Regions from separate parts of the Mus musculus genome. Here regions 1 and 3 are each linked to region 2. A link is a contact called in public HiChIP or PLAC-seq data. All regions are on one chromosome and are shown on one strand. Each heading gives the region's core, a stretch centred on a gene start, on an enhancer-like site or on the middle of the called end of the contact. The rest is flanking DNA. Distances are from core to core; before and after follow the strand shown.

Region 1 (3,293 bases), core at 55-2,554, 300 kb before region 2:
ACTGGCTACTCTTCCAGAAGATCCTGGTTATATTCCCAGGACTCACATGGTGGCTCACGCCTGTCCATAACCTAGCTTCAATGATCCAGCACCCTCTTCTGACATCCGTGGACACCAGGTGTGCACAGTACACAGACATATGCGGAGGCAACACATCCATATACATAGAATAAACATGATTTTAAAAAGCAAACAAGCCGAGCTCGATAACGCACACCTTTAATTTCAACACTCCGGAGGCAGCAGGGACTACACAGTGAGATCCTATCTCAAAAAATAAAAATAAATAAAGTAAATACAGCCATCAAACAATTATTAGTGGGGACTTTCTTTTTTGAGGGAATTCAAGGGTTCAAACCCAGGACCTTATACATGGCAAGTAAGTTCTCTGCCACTGAGCTACATAATCCAAATGAGTTGTTGTTGCTGTTGTTGTTGCTGTGGTTGTAGTTGTTTTGAGACAGGGTTTCTCTGTGTAGTCCTGACTATCCTGAAACTCACTCTGTAGACCAGGCTGGCCTCAAACTCAGAGATCAGCCTGCCTCTGCCTCCCAAGTGCTGAGATTATAGGTGTGCACCACCACTTATAGGTTTGAGGCAGGTTCTTATATATCCCAAACTGGCCTCAAACTCATTATGAATCAGAGAACTACTTTGAATTCCTAATCCTTTTTCCTTTACTTCCCACGTGCTGAGATGACAGGTTTGGGCCACCATGGCTGGCTTTTACTATCTTTTATGGATTTATGTATTTATTTTTATAGTGGATGTGGGCGTGTGCTATGGTATGTGTGGAGGTCAGAAGACAACTTGAGGTGTTCATTTTCTCTTTTTACCACGTGGGTCCCTGGGCGCAAACCCTGGTTGCAGGCTTAGTGCCAAGTGTCTTTACCTGATGATCCATCTTGCCAGCCCCATACATTATCTTATATATATGTATATCAAATGCAGTGTCTGATTGAATTTCTACAAAGATAAATGCTTAGCAAATAGGTCTCAGGAAATGGGGCCCATGTGCCCAAGCCTAGGCTTTTGCTGTGGTTACACTGTTTGGCACCAAGCCAGGTCTTTCCTCATCACCAGACGCTTTGAGTTGCTCACCCACTGAAGCTGCCCATCAGGGGAGTTATCACTTCTAAGTTGCTCGTACTCTTTGCAGTGGCCTACGAACCTAGGAGAGGACCAGCCGCGCTACAGAAGCCCAGCCTCCAGCCCATCTCTAGGCCTCCATCCCCCAGGCCCTCGCTGCCTGCATCCTGGGAATCCCCTCCCACCACTTCCCCTCTTGACTCATCTCAAGTCACATGAGGAACACATTTGTGAGGCCCTGACTCAGCCAGTGCTAACGGACTAATGAGCCTCTCTGCTCTCCTATCTGGTGTCTGTCAGGCAATAGAGATGGCATTTTGAGAGCAGAGAGGACAGCCGGAGCCCGGAGGAAAGGCTCTCACCCATCTGGCTCCTCCTAGCTGACTACTTCTGCCTCCTGCCAGACCCTCCAGACCATGGGGATCCATGCTCCTCTTTGGCCAAGCTCTGTCCTCCTGAACTTGTCCCTTCTGCTTTCCTACCCAGGTCTGCCTGCTATGTCCTCTGCGGCCCAGAGAGCAGGAAGACCCACGTTTAAGTTGGGGCTCTGATTATCTAGGCGAGTCCTCTGCCTCCCTCGGTGACCTCATTTATCCCATGGACGTGTTGAAATTGCTACTCTACCTTTCGCTGATGTGAAGAGAACCAAAATAGTTCAACCACAATGAGGAATCGGGTCACACCAGATAGAATGGCTATCACCAAACTAAACAAATAACAATGAGATGTCAGAAAGAGGAACTCTCATACTCTGTTGGTGGAAATGGAAATTAGTGTAGTCACTATGGAAAACAGTGTGGAAGTTCCTCAAGAACTAAAAATAGATGTATCATATGATCCAGCTATCTCACTACTAGCTGCATATCCAGAGGAAAGGGAAGTGAAGGAGTGCGTTGAGGAGGAGAGAGCTGTACTTCCATGATGACTGTGTTATTCACAGGCTCCAAGGTACAGAATTAACCAGATGTCCACAATGAAATCGAACACATACACACAACCTGACCATTAAAAAAAAAATCAATGAAATTCTGTAATCTGTAGCTCCACAGATAGAACTGGAGGTCGTGAGGCCTGGGTGGATGCCTCTGTGGGTAAAGGGCTTGGTATGCAAACCTGAGGACCTCTGTTTGATCCCCAGTAATCTATGGGCATTTGCAGCAGCATGACCCATATCCCTGTGTTGGGAGGTGAAGACAAGATCTCCAGGGATCGGTGGCCATCTAAGCTAGCCAATCAGTGAACTTTGGGGTCAGTTTAAGACCCTGTCTCAAAAGGCAATTCGAAGAATGATAGACAGGACCCAAACTGGACCTCTGGCTTACATAAATGCATACATGGACAAGCAGAATATGTATACATATACAAGACACACCTCAAGACATCAACAATAGCAGCAAGAGAACTGAGTGATATCATGTTAAGTGAAATAAGTCAAGTATGGAAAGACAATAATCACCTGTCTCATATCTAAAGCTAAAACAGTTCATCTTAGAGCCATAGAAATAGCTGGATGGGTAAAGGTATCTACCACGAGGCCTGATGACAAAAGTCATCCCTGGGACCCACATGGGAGAAGGTAAGGATTGATTCTCAAAAACTGTCCTCTAACCTCCTCATGTACCCATGGCACATGTGCCTGCCCACCTGCTCACACAAATACAGAAAATGTCATTTAAAAATTGGTATTTTCAGATAGGGTCTCTCTATGTGGCCCCGGGTGGCCCAGGACTCTCTAGACAGACCAGGTTGACCTTAAACTGATAGAGATCTGCTTGTTGCTGCCTCCTAAGCGCTGGGATTTAAATGTGTGCACTATCATGTCTGGCCCCAATTTAAAAAAAAAAATGATCTCATGCTGGAGAGATGGATCAAGTGCTGCTCACTCAGAGGAGCCAAGTTCAGTTCCCAGAACTTACATGGGGCACATGGGTCACAACTGCCTGTAACTCCAGCTCCAGGGGACTGGATAACTCTGACCTCTACCTGGACATGGATGCACGCATACACATAATTAAAAGTAATAAAAATAGCGGGACAGTGATGGCGCACGCCTTTAATCCCAGCAATTGGGAGGCAGAGACAGGCAGATCTCTGTGAGTTCGAGGCCAGTCTGGTCTACAGAGAGAGTTCCAGAATAGCCAGGGTTACACAAAGAGACCCTATCTGAAAACAAACAAAACAAAACAGTAATAAAAATAAAAATT
Region 2 (3,165 bases), core at 512-3,011:
GTTTAATCCCAGCACTAGGTAGGCAGGTGGGTCTCTGTGAGTTGGAGGCCAGCATGGTCTACTGAATGAGTTCTAGGACAGCCAGGGCTACATAGTGAGACCCTGTCTCAAAAAGCAAGCCTCCCTCCCCCAACAAAAAAAGTGAAATAGTAGTTATACCAGGGACTAAAAGGGGAGGGGAAACAAGTAATGATTTAATCGGTGCAGGTTGGCAGTTAGGATACTAGGTAGTGATGGTAACTATACTCCAATATATTTAATGTCACTGATCCATAACACATAAATGTGCTTAAAATGGAAAAGTATCTTATATAAGGTTTATCACAATAAAAATAAAAGTTTAAAAATTAAGGTTAGGTGCTAGAGAGCTTGGTTAGGGGTGAAGGGTACCTCCTGCTCTTTCAGAGGATTAGAATCTGTTTCCAGTACCAATATCAGGCAACTCAACTGCCTGTAACTCTAGCTCCAGGGGGTCTGATGCCCCCTTCTGGCCTCTAGGTACCTGCACACACAAGACATACTTACACATAAACATACATTTAAAAAATATTTCTTGGGGGCTGGAGAGATGGCTCAGAGGTTAAAAGCACTGACTGCTTCCAGAGGTCCTGAGTTCAATTCCCAGCAACCACATGGTTGCTCAAAACCATCTATAATGGGATCGGATGCCCTCTTCTGTTGTGTCTGAAGACAGCTACAGTGTACTCATATAAATAAATAAATAGTTAAAAAATCAAATATAAATAAAATTAAATAAAAAATATTGCTCTATTTTCTGTGAAACTCAAGATAACTCAAACAAGCAATAGGATGAATATTTATACACCATCCAAAGAAACATAAATTTGATACTCATTTGCTGAGAAATGATAGTAAAAAAACAAGGTTTTTATTTTTCATAATTAAAGTGTTTCCAAAACAGAAAAAAAAAAAAAAAAAAAAAAAAGCCAAACCATTTCGTATGGCTAGTAAGAGCACAGCAATTCAGAAGAGAGCAGTCTGGTGTCTGAGTCAAGAAGACCCAGGCAGCACTGGTCAACCTTGTGTACTGTGACAAGCATAATGCAAACTGTGTACCAAGGCTCTGGTGAAGTTATTTGACACAGCCTTGGATGAGGTTTGCCAGAAACAGCTATATTCATGTGAATTTGAATTCATTTTTGGTACTTGCATGTCTAGAAACCTTTTATACTGCTAAATTTCTCTAAACCCCACATTCACTTTCAAAGTCCCAAAAGGAGAGGCTGTGACTCAATTCGTCAGAAGTTGAGTTTGCCTCTGTACCTGGCTTCCTAGAATGTTTCAAAGCCCTATTACATGGCTTCATCTTGTTCTTCCTTCAGGACTTTGTTCAAATGTCAATTCTGACATAAATCTCTCCCGACCCCACTATTTAAAAATCAGCGGTAGAGTGCTTGCTGCTTGCCAAGAATGCACAAGGCTCTGGTTCAATAATCAGCACCAACAAAAATAAATAATGAAAACATAAGGAAATCACAGCACCAATTACCCTATAAATTTAGCACTTTGAACTTCTTTCCTACCTTATCTTTTTCCATAGTACTTACCATGATCTGATAACATATATTTATATTTTTTGCTTCTCTTCACTAAGATGAAAGCTTCAAAAGGGCAGACATTCCCACACCCACCCTTGGAGGGAGGGCTAGGAGATGGCTCAGTGCCTAAGAGCATCTGCTGTGAAAAAAACAGGGCTCAAGTACAGGAAGCTTCAAGTTCAGTGGAAAATGGTCTCAGAAAGTAAGGAGACTGATAGAGGAAGGCACCGGATGTTCTCTGCCCCTCTCTCTGCTAGGATCAGACACAACATACATTAGGCAATCAATGAATAGTTGTTGAATGCTGTTGGCACCGTCCCAGCAGCTGGGATCATGAGCCTTTTACCACAACTTCCACTGAACTTGAGAGTGTTCACAAGAAACAGAAATGAGGAACAAAGCAGAAGTCTAAAGAGAAGTCCATTTGGATAAGTCTTGTATCTCTCAAGAATATAATAACCCTTGCCCTTGAGGTCTGGACACGAAGGGCCACATTACACACTAAGCAGTGCTTAGTTGGCCCGGTAATGTGGGCCTCTAGTCCCAGCTGCTGGCAAGATTGAGGCAGGCAAGCACAAGTTACAGAGAGAGTTTAAAGAGAGCCTGGGCAACTTACTGAGACTGTATTAAAGTAAAGTATAAGCAAGGCTGGGGCTGTAGCTCAGAGGTGATCGATCAGCATGCACAATGCCCTTGGTTCAATGCCCAGCACTGTGGAGGGGTGGAGGGAAAGAAGGCTTTGTATCTTTGGTCTGAGATTTACAAAGCAGCAACTGCAGCGGCTCAGCAAGAATCAATTCGCAAGGGTAATGAACACAAATAAACTCTAATGTCACATCCAGTTTAGATGCTAAGCTAAGGGTCACTGATAGAGCATAATAAATAGGTCGGGAAATATGAGCTTTATAATCAAGGAACAATCCAAATTTGGGCACAGACTCTGGCAGGTGCTTTTATTTTGGTCTGTAGAGACTTTTATCACGAGTTCCAGCCCGAGGAGCAGCAGAGGTGGGCCTACCTCTCTTTCATGCCTCATAACTTTCATAGCTGTCTAACATAACAAGTAATTAACTGCCAAACAGCTATTTCTTCTCCTCTGAGGGGAAACTGCTCACCAGTCATTTAGAAAACATTGTTTTGTCATTTTCCAAACAGAGAGGAAAAAGGTTAGTACCTTTTGGCAACTACTACTGATTTAGAGCCAAATAAAAATTTCTGCCCAACTCGGCAAGGCCCCACTTCATCCTTTTGTTAAAATGATCAATAACTTCTTAATTATGTCACTCTTCCCAACAGATCCCCAGGTGAATTGCATATATACACACTGCACTGTGTGTGTGTGGCCATGTCTGTGTGTGTGGTGGTAGTGCCTGAAACAGGGCCTTGCACATGCTGGCCAAGCACTATCAATGAACTATAGCTCTAGCCTATAACTTATAAAAATCTTTTTCCTGTTTCCTGATGACTAATAGCAAAAGCAAACACTTAAGAAACAATTCACCCCCAGCCAACCCCCCCACACCCCATACCCCCCCACACACACGCAGATGCACAGCTTGGTCTTCATGTGGGTTCCCCAACAACTGGAGCAGGAGCTGTTCCTGAA
Region 3 (3,532 bases), core at 720-3,219, 270 kb before region 2:
CAGGGCTACACAGAGAAACCCTGTCTCGAAAAACCAAAAAAAAAAAAAAAAAATGTGAGAGAGTGTGTGTGTATGTGTACATTTAAATATATAAGGGCTGGAGAGATGGCTCAGTGGTTAAGAGCACTGGCTGCTCTTCCAGAGGTCCTGACTTCAGTTCCCAGCACCCACATGGTGGCTCACAACCATCTTATATCCCATCATAATGGGATCCGATGTGCCTCTTCTGATGTGCCTGAATACAGCTACAGTGTACTCATATAAATGACATAAATAAATCTTTTTTTAAAAGAATTAAAAAGGAAAGCAGGGAGCCAGCAAGGATTAGGTAGATGTGCTAACTGCCAAGCTTGACGCCCTAAGCGCAGTGCCCAGGACCCACGCAGTGGAAGAGAAATGACCTCCTCAATCTCTCCTCCAGTCACCACAATTACAGTATGCCACATGTCCCTCTACCCCACAAGTAAATAAGTACGATTAAAAGATTTTTATGAGAACCCCCACACCCAGGTAACATCTTGATCAACGTTGAGATGAGGCTGACCCAGACCTCAGTACTTTTCAGGGCAGATGGCTGTATGACTAAGGTAGCTAACCGCTGATCTAGATGGCTAGGGCAGCCTGATCTCTCTATCCAAGTCCATCAGGTGTCATTTCCCATTTTTGCTTGTATACGTCTCTTTCTACCCCTGAGGCTCAACCCTGTCCAGGTTCTTCTATGAAATATACACAGCAGAAAAATTCTATTCTGAGAAGCTCCCTGCTACCTGCCATGATCCCCCAAACCTTAGTGTTCTTGTGTCTTACCCACTGCTGGGGGAACATGCACCGCCAGGTACAAATACCATGTTAGATGCCAGGAACACTAAGCCCTGACACAAGAGAGCACAGAGTCCTATCTCATGCCTGGATGGTTCTATGCTATTCTCAGTGCATCTGTCTCCTTGAGGCTCCCCCAGTGGCACTCTACAGGAAGAAGGTCTCAAGAGAGGAACGCCGGGACTGGCTACAACTCTGGTGCTCAGAACGCTTGCTTAGAATATACAAAGCTCTGGGTTTAATCCTCCACACCACACAAACCAGGCATGGTGGCCGTCTTAAGGGCTGACAACTTGAGAGAGTCACTTCTCTCCTTCTACCATGTGGGTCCTGAGGACTGGATCCAGGACGTCAAGCTTGGCAGCTATCTTAGTTTATCATGTGATAAACACCATGACCTGAAGCAACTTAGGGGGAAAAGGGTTGGTTTCATTTTACAACTTGAAGTCCGTCATTCAGGGAAGTCAGGGTAGAAACAAGAAGCTGGACATAGGAGATGATGGAGGCCGTGGTGGAACGTTGCTTCCTGGATTGCTCCCCATGGCTTACTCAGCTTTTCCATTGCACCCAGCGCCACCAGCCTGAGCGTGACACCACCCACTGAGGAAAGACCCAGGGGCACCAATAATCAAGCAAGAAAATGAACCACAGGCTTGTCCATAGACTAGTCTGGTGGTGGCATTTTCTCAAATGAGGTTCCTTCTTCCAACATGACTCTAGCCTCTGTCAAGTTGACATAAGAACTTGCCAGCGAAGGGTCACACACCTATAATCACAGGACTTGGGTGGGGGAGGCAGGAGAATTAGAAATTCCAGGACATCCTTAGCTAGTGTGACTACACAACCCCTGCCTTTAAAAATAAAAATGTACATAGGGCCAGTCTGCTAGAATGGTGCCCTGCCTTTATAGTTTAAGGCTTACAAAGTCTTCCTGGGCTTCCAGAAGAGGCTACAGCAACAGCACCACCTATCTCTAGGCTCCCCCAGTGGACTCTCTTAGGAACATAGTCAGTCCATCTTTACCGTCCATCTTTACCACCCAGCTCCCCAAGGCTGCCTGGCTTGGGACAACTCAACATGCCAGTGCTGAATCATTCAGGGCCTTCTGCAGTTCAGAGGAAAGGAGAAAGCAGGAGGCACTGGGCGGGGGCAGCATTCTTTGGAACATCAGCCTCTGACAACACAGAAACAGCCAAGAGCCAAGAGTCTGCACTCGCCTTGCTCCTCACAGCAGAAAGAGGAATTGAACCAATAAGCACGCCTCAGTTCCTTCTTTGGGGCCAAGTTCCCGTCCCTGGGTGCTAGGTTCTTGGAAGAGTTAAGTTTTTAATAAGATTTTTTTTTTAAGTGTGATTTGGATTTTTCATGTTTAGGGAATGTGAAACCCTCCCTGCTTCCCAGCTGCGGCCAGATGTGGAGAGGCAGTCTAGGACATGGATGGCAGCGCCTGGTGGGCTGACAGCTGAGAGCCAGTCATCCAACCCCTACAGCAGCTGGCACTGGAGAAGCCATATCACACACACACACACACACACACACACACACACACACACTTTTTTTTTTCTAATAAAAATATCCCTTGGCTGCCGCTTTCCCAGCTGTGGCACATCCTAATTTGGTAAGTACAGAACATCTGGGTGGCTGTCTGCACACTGCCATTCCTTGCTGTTCTTCCACGGCATCTCCGTCACCCTGACTCCTGGGGACTCACCCAGGACAGGCAAGGTGCCCTTCAAAGGCAACTCCTTGAAGCCCTTAGGTGGGGTTTATAGGCCTTCTTGGCCCAAGGCACTCAGGAATTTGCCAAGCTGCCTTAACGAGGTGGGGGGGAGTGGTGCTGAAAGAGGTTGCCAGGCAAGATGCAAGCCTTCCATCTTCATGGATTCTATCTTGTTCTATATAGGGGGTTCCAGGCCAGGTAAGAATGAATAGGGAGACCTTGTTTCAAAAGTAAATAAATAAACAGATAGATAATAAACAGATAAGTAAGATAGATAGATAGATAGATAGATAGATAGATAGATAGATAGATAGATAGACAGATAGACAGACAGACAGAGAGACAGAATAAATAATTAGGGTCTGGATAGATGGCTCAGCAGATAGAATCCATGTGTGCAGTCTTACCACACTCTCACATTCTCAATGGGTAGCCTGAACCCTGAACCCTGGTAGCCTGAACCCCAGCACCAAAAGGAAAAGTCACCTTCCCTCCAAGTCCTCATATAACAGCATTTCGGATGCTTCCTTAACAAACAATTGTAGCTTTTATTTGTTTGTTTGTTTGTTTGTTTTGAGACAAGGTCTTACACTATAGTTGAGTTGGCCTCAAACTCAGAGCAATGCTCCTGTCTTAGCCTTCTGAGTGTTGGGATTATAGGTGTAAAGCTGGCAGTCTTACTGTTCTTAGTTGTCCAAATGCTAAGCCTGTTGAGAGTGGGGAGGGGACAAGAGTCTAATTAGGAAGGTGTGGGGATTGCGGGAGGCATTCGGACAGCAGAAGTGTCAACTGCAGCTGGGGCGATGGCACGATGGCACTGTGAGGAAAAGCGCTTGCCGCGCAGTCTGACACGCTGCGTCCAGAGCCCCAGACCTCACACAGAAAGCGGGGTTCAGGGTCATGTGTCTGTAACCCCAGCATTTCTACTGTGAGATGGGGAACAGAGACAGGAAGCCCCCCGGGAGGCTTGTGGTCCAGTCAGCCTCAAGCACA

Evidence for each region. HiChIP or PLAC-seq counts read pairs in DNA pulled down with a chosen protein or histone mark.
Region 1: a contact with region 2 is called in an H3K27ac HiChIP or PLAC-seq map of microglia, with 8 times the contacts expected there. The contact joins two enhancer-like sites. A contact is called at or near these places in 1 of 115 datasets of contacts at active chromatin or transcription factors (microglia) and 1 of 9 other capture datasets (adipose tissue).
Region 3: a contact with region 2 is called in an H3K27ac HiChIP or PLAC-seq map of microglia, with 4 times the contacts expected there. The contact joins two enhancer-like sites. A contact is called at or near these places in 2 of 39 promoter capture datasets (the 3T3-L1 cell line and embryonic stem cells), 5 of 115 datasets of contacts at active chromatin or transcription factors (bone marrow-derived macrophages, embryonic limb bud, embryonic midbrain and 2 more) and 1 of 9 other capture datasets (adipose tissue).

What each region holds. Positions count from the first base shown.
Region 1 is chr9:65,540,552-65,543,844 of GRCm38.p6, forward strand. No RefSeq gene overlaps it. Among named protein-coding and RNA genes, the nearest start is that of Gm51712, 21 kb to the right of the region's middle. Within about 2 kb of position 1,305, at least 245 of the 459 cell types and tissues checked have an H3K27ac peak or open chromatin away from gene starts, as enhancers often do. A contact at or near this core is called in adipose tissue and microglia, where this site is marked.
Region 2 is chr9:65,842,785-65,845,949 of GRCm38.p6, forward strand. The region is part of intron 12 of Trip4 (thyroid hormone receptor interactor 4); the gene reads right to left. Among named protein-coding and RNA genes, the nearest start is that of Zfp609, 17 kb to the left of the region's middle. Within about 2 kb of position 1,762, at least 45 of the 459 cell types and tissues checked have an H3K27ac peak or open chromatin away from gene starts, as enhancers often do. A contact at or near this core is called in adipose tissue, bone marrow-derived macrophages and microglia, where this site is marked.
Region 3 is chr9:65,567,627-65,571,158 of GRCm38.p6, forward strand. All of the region lies in intron 2 of Plekho2 (pleckstrin homology domain containing, family O member 2), which reads right to left. Gm51712 (a long non-coding RNA gene) reads left to right here. Exons shown (of 3, transcript XR_003948345.1): 3 at 2,193-2,774. Among named protein-coding and RNA genes, the nearest start is that of Gm51712, 6.0 kb to the left of the region's middle. Within about 2 kb of position 1,970, at least 99 of the 459 cell types and tissues checked have an H3K27ac peak or open chromatin away from gene starts, as enhancers often do. A contact at or near this core is called in adipose tissue, bone marrow-derived macrophages and microglia, where this site is marked.